2 separate regions of the Macaca mulatta genome follow, and region 2 is linked to region 1. Evidence: chromatin contacts called from public Hi-C data. All regions are on one chromosome and are shown on one strand. Each heading gives the region's core, a stretch centred on a gene start, on an enhancer-like site or on the middle of the called end of the contact. The rest is flanking DNA. Distances are from core to core; before and after follow the strand shown.

Region 1 (3,185 bases), core at 559-3,058:
GACACAATCTAACTTCGCCACAACTTTACACCTTCTCTTATGAACATCTCAAAATGTGAAAAGTAGAGAATTGGATTTCACAGCCATGCATGAGGAGGATGTCAGCATTTACACGGCAATCGTGGTTGGCAGAGGCAGTGGCTCAGGCCTGCAATTCCAGCACTTTGGGAGGCCAAGATGGCTGGTTCATTTGAGATCAGGAGTTCGAGACCAGCCTGGTCAACATGGTGAAACTCCACCTCTACTAAAAATACAAAAATTAGCCAGGCATGGTGATGGGCGCTTGTAATCCCAGCTACTCGAGACGCTAAGGTGGGAGAATCACTTGAACCCGAGAGGTGGAGGTTGCAGTGAGCTGAGATTGCGCCACTGCACTCCAGCCTGAGGGACAGAACGACACTGTCTCAAAAAAAAAAAAAAAAAAAAGAGTTCGGGATCCTACCACATTGTTGCACATTTTTTGTACCACAAAAGGTACAAACGAAGGGTGGTGGGAACTCGAATGAGACAGCAGTGTTCACCAGTGTCCAGTCAAGGAAGACTTCACAGAGGCAGCAGGATTTCAGATGGGATTTGAGGAAAAGGGTTTAAGGACTATCAATGACTTATCACTGATTACTCTTAGGGTTTTCGGGCTAAATTTCAGAGACCTTGTCATGGCATTCAGGCCCTCCACAACTAGGTCAAGGGGAACACCAAGGAAGAAACATTATCCTGAGTAAGATGCTTATACTGAAGTCTTTGCTATCAGTTCAGGTTCCAAGGGATCATAAAATCTTACTTTTCTGTCTCCGTAAACCGTAAATGGGTTGAAGGCAGGCACTTTTGTAACACTCCTCTCTCCGGACCAGGCCTCTGTACATCATAGCACGTGGTAGATGCACAGCATTCACTTTCTGAGCGAAACTAAAACGAATGTAAATCAAGTCACCTGGTGGCCAGAGTTGCCTTACACCATCTAAACCTCTGGTATTAGCTAATTTTAAAGCTATCAAGAGGCTTAAACACGTGGTCCAGAAGCAACACGTGGACCTTGGTTTGGACTGGAATGCCACAAACCAATTGTAAAAGGCCATGCGATCATTTGAAAAACCTAAATATAGACTGGGAATTAGATTAAGGAATTGTTAATTTCATTAGATGAGATTACGTCGTCATGCTTTTAAAAGTTGTCTTAAATATATACACTCAGGGTATTTATGAATGAAACGGTTTCCCTGAAAACACTAGAGATGTATAGGGGAGCGAATGAAACAAAATTGGTAAAATGTAGCTAACTGCACTACGGGGTGTAATAGACTGCTTTTGTTGAATGTTTCATTATTCCCATAACATAAAACACAACATACACACACACACGCTCCCCACTTTTTTTCATCGTAAGCCCCGAGGGAGCCAGACCCAGAGGGTCCACCGACGTCCTGGATTCTGAGAACGATTTCTGCGCGCCAGGCTGGCCTCCTGCAGGAGCCGGGGCCCACTTCCTTTCCCGACCGACTCGAAGCTAACGAAGCTGCCGCGTAGGCCTGTTAATCCCCTCAGTACCCAGTGCGAGGTTAAACACGCGACGTCGCAACCATGGCCTTTGAGAGGAAGCTGAATTCCTGGGGTGCGCCGTGTAGAGTTCATTTCCTACGTCGGCCCAGCACAGCAGCCTGGACCCAGAGGAGATCAGAGAACCAGCCACACTCTTCACCACCCCGACCCAGTGGCCGCGCCTCGGGCGCTCGGGGGCGGGCTCCGCACTGCGACGTCACGGCGCACCGTGCGCCCGGTCAAAGTTCAGCCCCGCCCCCGCTTCCCCCTCGCTGTCTCCCTCGGCCTGATCCGCTGCCGACGCCGCTTGTGGGCCCGGCTCCTCTCTGTCTGCTCCGCCACCTTCTTCCTGAGCACTGCCCGGCCGGCCGCCATGGCTAACGTGGCTGACACGAAGCTGTACGACATCCTGGGCGTCCCGCCCGGCGCCAGCGAGAACGAGCTGAAGAAGGTATCCGGGAGCGGGCCGGGCGGGCGGGTGTGAGGGGCGCGGGGCCTGCGCGGCCGGGGATGTCTTCTTCAGCCAGGCCGCGCTACTGGGCGGCCCGCGAGCCGGCGCCGGCCGTGACGGGCCCGGGCTGGGGATCGGCGGCGGCAGCGGCGGGACCGGCCTCGCGGCGAGCCGCGCCCTCCGGCCTCGGCTGACCTTGGGCCGCCGGCCCCGCCCGCCCGCAGATGCAGCAAATAAAACTCACTCCTGCGCAAACACGACGGTAGCCCTTCCTCCCTCCTCGGGCGAGCGCCGGTGGCCGGTCTCCCCCAGGAGGCAGCAGCTCGCCCGGCTCTCCGCGTCGAGGTCACCACCCCGGAAAAACAGGTTGGACCGAGGTGCTCAGCGCATCCCGGCCCCGGGAGAGAAGCTGTCCACCCCGCGGCCGTCGGCCCCGGGTCTGGTGCTCCGCGGGGAAAAACGGCGGGGAGGTCGAGGCCGCCCCCACAGAGCGCCTCGGGCAGATGGGGTTGTTTCCTGGGATCCCCGGCTGCGGGCTGCGGGAGCTCCTCCCTCTCTTCCTCCCTCGCCCATTGACCCGGAGGTAGCGTGGGTCTGTGTTTGGATGCATTGTTCTGTGGTCAGGTAATGCTAATGTCCTGTACCTGCTTAGGAATAAGCCGTGGTCCCAGCCAAACGCCTGAGTGTTCAATAAACATGAATAGAAGGCCTTATTATCGCTGTTTGCAATGCTGCGATATCTTTCATCTCAGGATTTCAAAGCACACGAGGCGTTTAAGCCCCACAGCATCCTCACCGGGCTAAGAGCATCCGGATTTGTAAGCCGAGAAAAATGAGAATGCTCCTTAGGCAGTGAGAAGAGTGCAGTGGACTTCCTGTTACCTTACCGGAAATGCTAGTCTGTATTATATAATTCACGAGCCTCCGTGAATGAAGATTTAAGTGCTGTATGACCCAAACACCTCGTTGAGAGTGTGCAACTTCATTACCACCGAAGTTGCCACCACGACCCCAGTTAACCACCACGTGCAAATAAAACACCTAAAGACACTACCTGGGACCACCTTGACTTTTTCATGATGTTACAGTTAGAAGGAAGGCATGAGCCATCGGGAGCAGGAATTGTGACTTTAGCTTGATTTATAGTAATGTTTTGCAGTCCGTAAAGCTTGACAGTCATTTATCTCGAATTTATTAG
Region 2 (3,011 bases), core at 453-2,952, 160 kb before region 1:
CCTAATTGATTCTTGCACGCGATCTTAACTGTAGTAGGTGGTTACCTTTAGGAACCCAAACTTACCCATCTTTTATACCCCCATCCATAGCACACGGCAAAGGGAGAAACACCTGGGTATTAATTGGTGTTAAATATGTTTTTCCTTTGTAAATCTCGTGATTTATGCTTTTGTGTCTTTCTTGGAGGAATACAAAGTAAGAGAAAAGAGCTTAATACTTGAAAAATGTTTCGGCTGCCTGACATTGTCTTTCGCTACAATTGGTTAAACAAACATTTACAGAGTTCCTACTACACACAGAGACAGGCATAAACAGTCTATTATGGTAAGGCCTTGATCACGGTTGTATCTCCAGCACCAATCATTGTCTTTTGCACATAATTAACACCCAATACATATGTGTAGAGTGAAAAAAAAGAATGCAGTCTCCCCGCCTGCAAGCAGCTGATATCTTAATGGTGTGGGGGTGAAGGAAATACAAAGGATGAACAAATAAGTAAGGAATGTCATATCAGTGTAATAATCGCTATGGAGAAAATAAAGCAGGATCAAGAATACCACCAAGAGCCAGGCAGTTCTTGGCAGACCTGGAGACTCCCATCAGCGGGCGAAGCCGCCCAGCGTAGTGGCTAGCTGCTAAGAGGGCAGCCCGTGGGGAGGGTGCACAGCCCCGCCGCTCATTCGCTGTGTGGCTCTGGACGAATGGTTTCACCTCTCTGGCCTCGACTTTCCCATTCCCTAAAACCTACTTCATGAGGGGGAGTCTCAGGAGTTGGTACTAAAGTGTCCGTCAACCTGGCGGGCGCCGGGGAAACGCCGGCAGCGCCGCGGGTCGGGAACTCACCGGCGCGAAGAGCACGGAAAGCCTCGGGCTCCCTCTGCCGAGGTCCGCGCCTCCCTGCCCCGGGTCGAGCAAAGTTTTGACCTTCAATGGAGGTCTAGGGGACCAGGGGCCGGCGCCCCTCTGTCTGCGAGGGCTGGCGGATACCGCGCAGGCCGGCGAGGGCGCGGGGCCGAGGTGGGCGGCGCTTCCCGGGCGCCTCCGTCAGGCGAGAGGCCTCGAGGGCTCGGCCAGTTGCCCCGGGCGCCCTGCGCGGGCGGCTGGGCACAGGCCGGGCACTGCCCCGGCGCCCAGCCTCTCGGAGGAGGCCGCTGCGCAGCCACGGCGGGAGGCGCCCCCGCGCCCCCCCCCCCGACGGACCCCGCAGCCCGCCGGCCCCCAGCCCTAACTGCAGCCGGCGGGGAGCAAAGCCGTCCCAGGGCGCGAGGCCGCGGCGGGCGCGCGAGGCGCGGGGCGGGGCAGGTCGGGCACATGCGCACAGGCAGCGCGGCCGGCACGCGGCGCTCGCGCTCCCTGCTTAAATGAGCCTGGGCGCCCCGCGCACGCCACTTCAGTGGATCCTGCACCGGGGCCGCGGGCGGAGCTGCCAGCCAGTCCCGCGCCGCGCGCCCTCACCCCTCGGCCCTCGGGCGGTCGATGGGACGGGGCGACGCGGAGCAGGAGGCGGCGCCCGTCGGGGGGCTCGGGCCGCGCGGGAGCCCACCGGGGGGCTCGGGCATGGCGGGCCGCAGGACCTGAGCCCTACCCCGCGGGGAGGCAGCTGCTGGCCGGCGATGGGGACAGAGCGGGGCCACCGCCGCCGCGCCGGGCCGTGAGCGCCGCGCCGCCGCCACCGCCGCCACCTCAGCCCCTCGCGAAGCGCCGGGCAGCTCGGGAACATGGCCCTGGAGCGGCTCTGCTCGGTCCTCAAAGGTAAGGACCAGCGCTGGGGCCGCGGACGGCGCCCCCTGCGGGCCGAGGCTAGCGCGCCGCCCTGCGTCCCTTACCCGCGCCCGGGACCCGACGCGCCTCTTTGTCTGGCGGTGCTCGCGGCTACTCTGAGCGGACCGCGGGGCGCGCGCCCTGCCCGGCTCCACCGGCTCTCCGGGCGCGCCGCCTCCGACCCTTGCGAGTCCGGCCGACGTTCGCGGGCGCGAGTGGGAAGGGGGATCGGGTCGGGAAGGCGGCCAGGAGGCCCATGGGCCCAGGGGGGCCCTCCGAGCGGCGCCCTGGCGCCGCTTCGGTAGAATTCCGCGCATCCGTTTGCAAAGTTGTGAGATTCCTGTCGTGGAGCGAAGGCCTCTCTTTCTCCAGATGTGATGGCAAGAAGTAATTCCACGCGAACAATAAAAGCCGCGGCCGTGACGTCGTGCAGCCGTTTTCGAAGAGCTCCGCGGCGCCTGCACCTCGCGGCGGGGAACGGGGCCTGCCGGGCCGGCCGGGTCCCACTTGCTGCGGCCGCGGAGGCTGCGGCACCACTGCGGGCTCCGGGGGCGGCGCGCGGGCGCCGCGGACCCGGCTCGGCCAGGCCCCCGGGGAGCGCTGCTGCTCCGGCTGAGCCCGGGCGCTTCCCGGGACACGGCGCTCCCCGGAACCGTGCTCCTCGCGTTCCCCAGAGGTCTCAGAATTCCCCGCCGCTAGTGTTCGGTTCTTATTAATTTGTTGTACCGGGAATTAAAACAGTTGGCTTGCCAAGAGCACAGAGCTCTAAAACACACTCCACCCGCTTTGCATTTTCCAGGAGGCGGTAATTTAGATGAAAATTTATATACATAGATAATTAGGGATGGGATACAAAGTTGCTCCTGAAACTCGGACTGAATAAATCGTCTTTTCAATTTTCAGAGGGAAAACAGCACCACCACACAGTAAAGGACTTCCCTTTTCCCCCCTGCTGATTTAAATTGAAAGTTGACATGTTTGTAATGTTCTTTTTTGACATGTTCTTTTTTAAAACTATGGAGAGTACAGCTGAGGCGTTATTGACGGTGGCATGTGTAACTCAGCACTGTATCTTAATATCTGTAGAGTGACAGATCATGGTGTTTTTCCTGCTCCCTAACAACACTTTTTTCAAATTTGTTTTATTAGAAAGTTCAGTATAATTTTGCTTTTGATTTTAATCGGACACATTGTCTACTCTCCACTTATTCCTGAATTCGTAATTGAGATTCAGTAATTTAATTCCTGA

The links. Hi-C and Micro-C count contacts between places; a contact is called where the count stands out from the background.
Region 2: a contact with region 1 is called in a Hi-C map of fetal cortex germinal zone, with 2.2 times the contacts expected there. The contact joins the promoter of NETO2 here to the promoter of DNAJA2 in region 1. A contact is called at or near these places in 3 of 14 Hi-C or Micro-C datasets (cortical neurons, fetal cortex germinal zone and fetal cortical plate).

Annotation. Positions count from the first base shown.
Region 1 is chr20:42,421,079-42,424,263 of T2T-MMU8v2.0, reverse strand. It overlaps DNAJA2 (DnaJ heat shock protein family (Hsp40) member A2), which reads left to right and starts at 1,808. Exons shown (of 9, transcript XM_015126080.3): 1 at 1,808-1,987. The coding sequence starts at 1,910.
Region 2 is chr20:42,585,038-42,588,048 of T2T-MMU8v2.0, reverse strand. NETO2 (neuropilin and tolloid like 2) reads left to right here and starts at 1,702. Exons shown (of 9, transcript NM_001266059.1): 1 at 1,702-1,753. The coding sequence starts at 1,720. LOC106995002 reads right to left here and starts at 1,442. Exons shown (of 4, transcript XM_077987197.1): 1 at 845-1,442. The coding sequence starts at 1,314. The coding sequence ends at 928.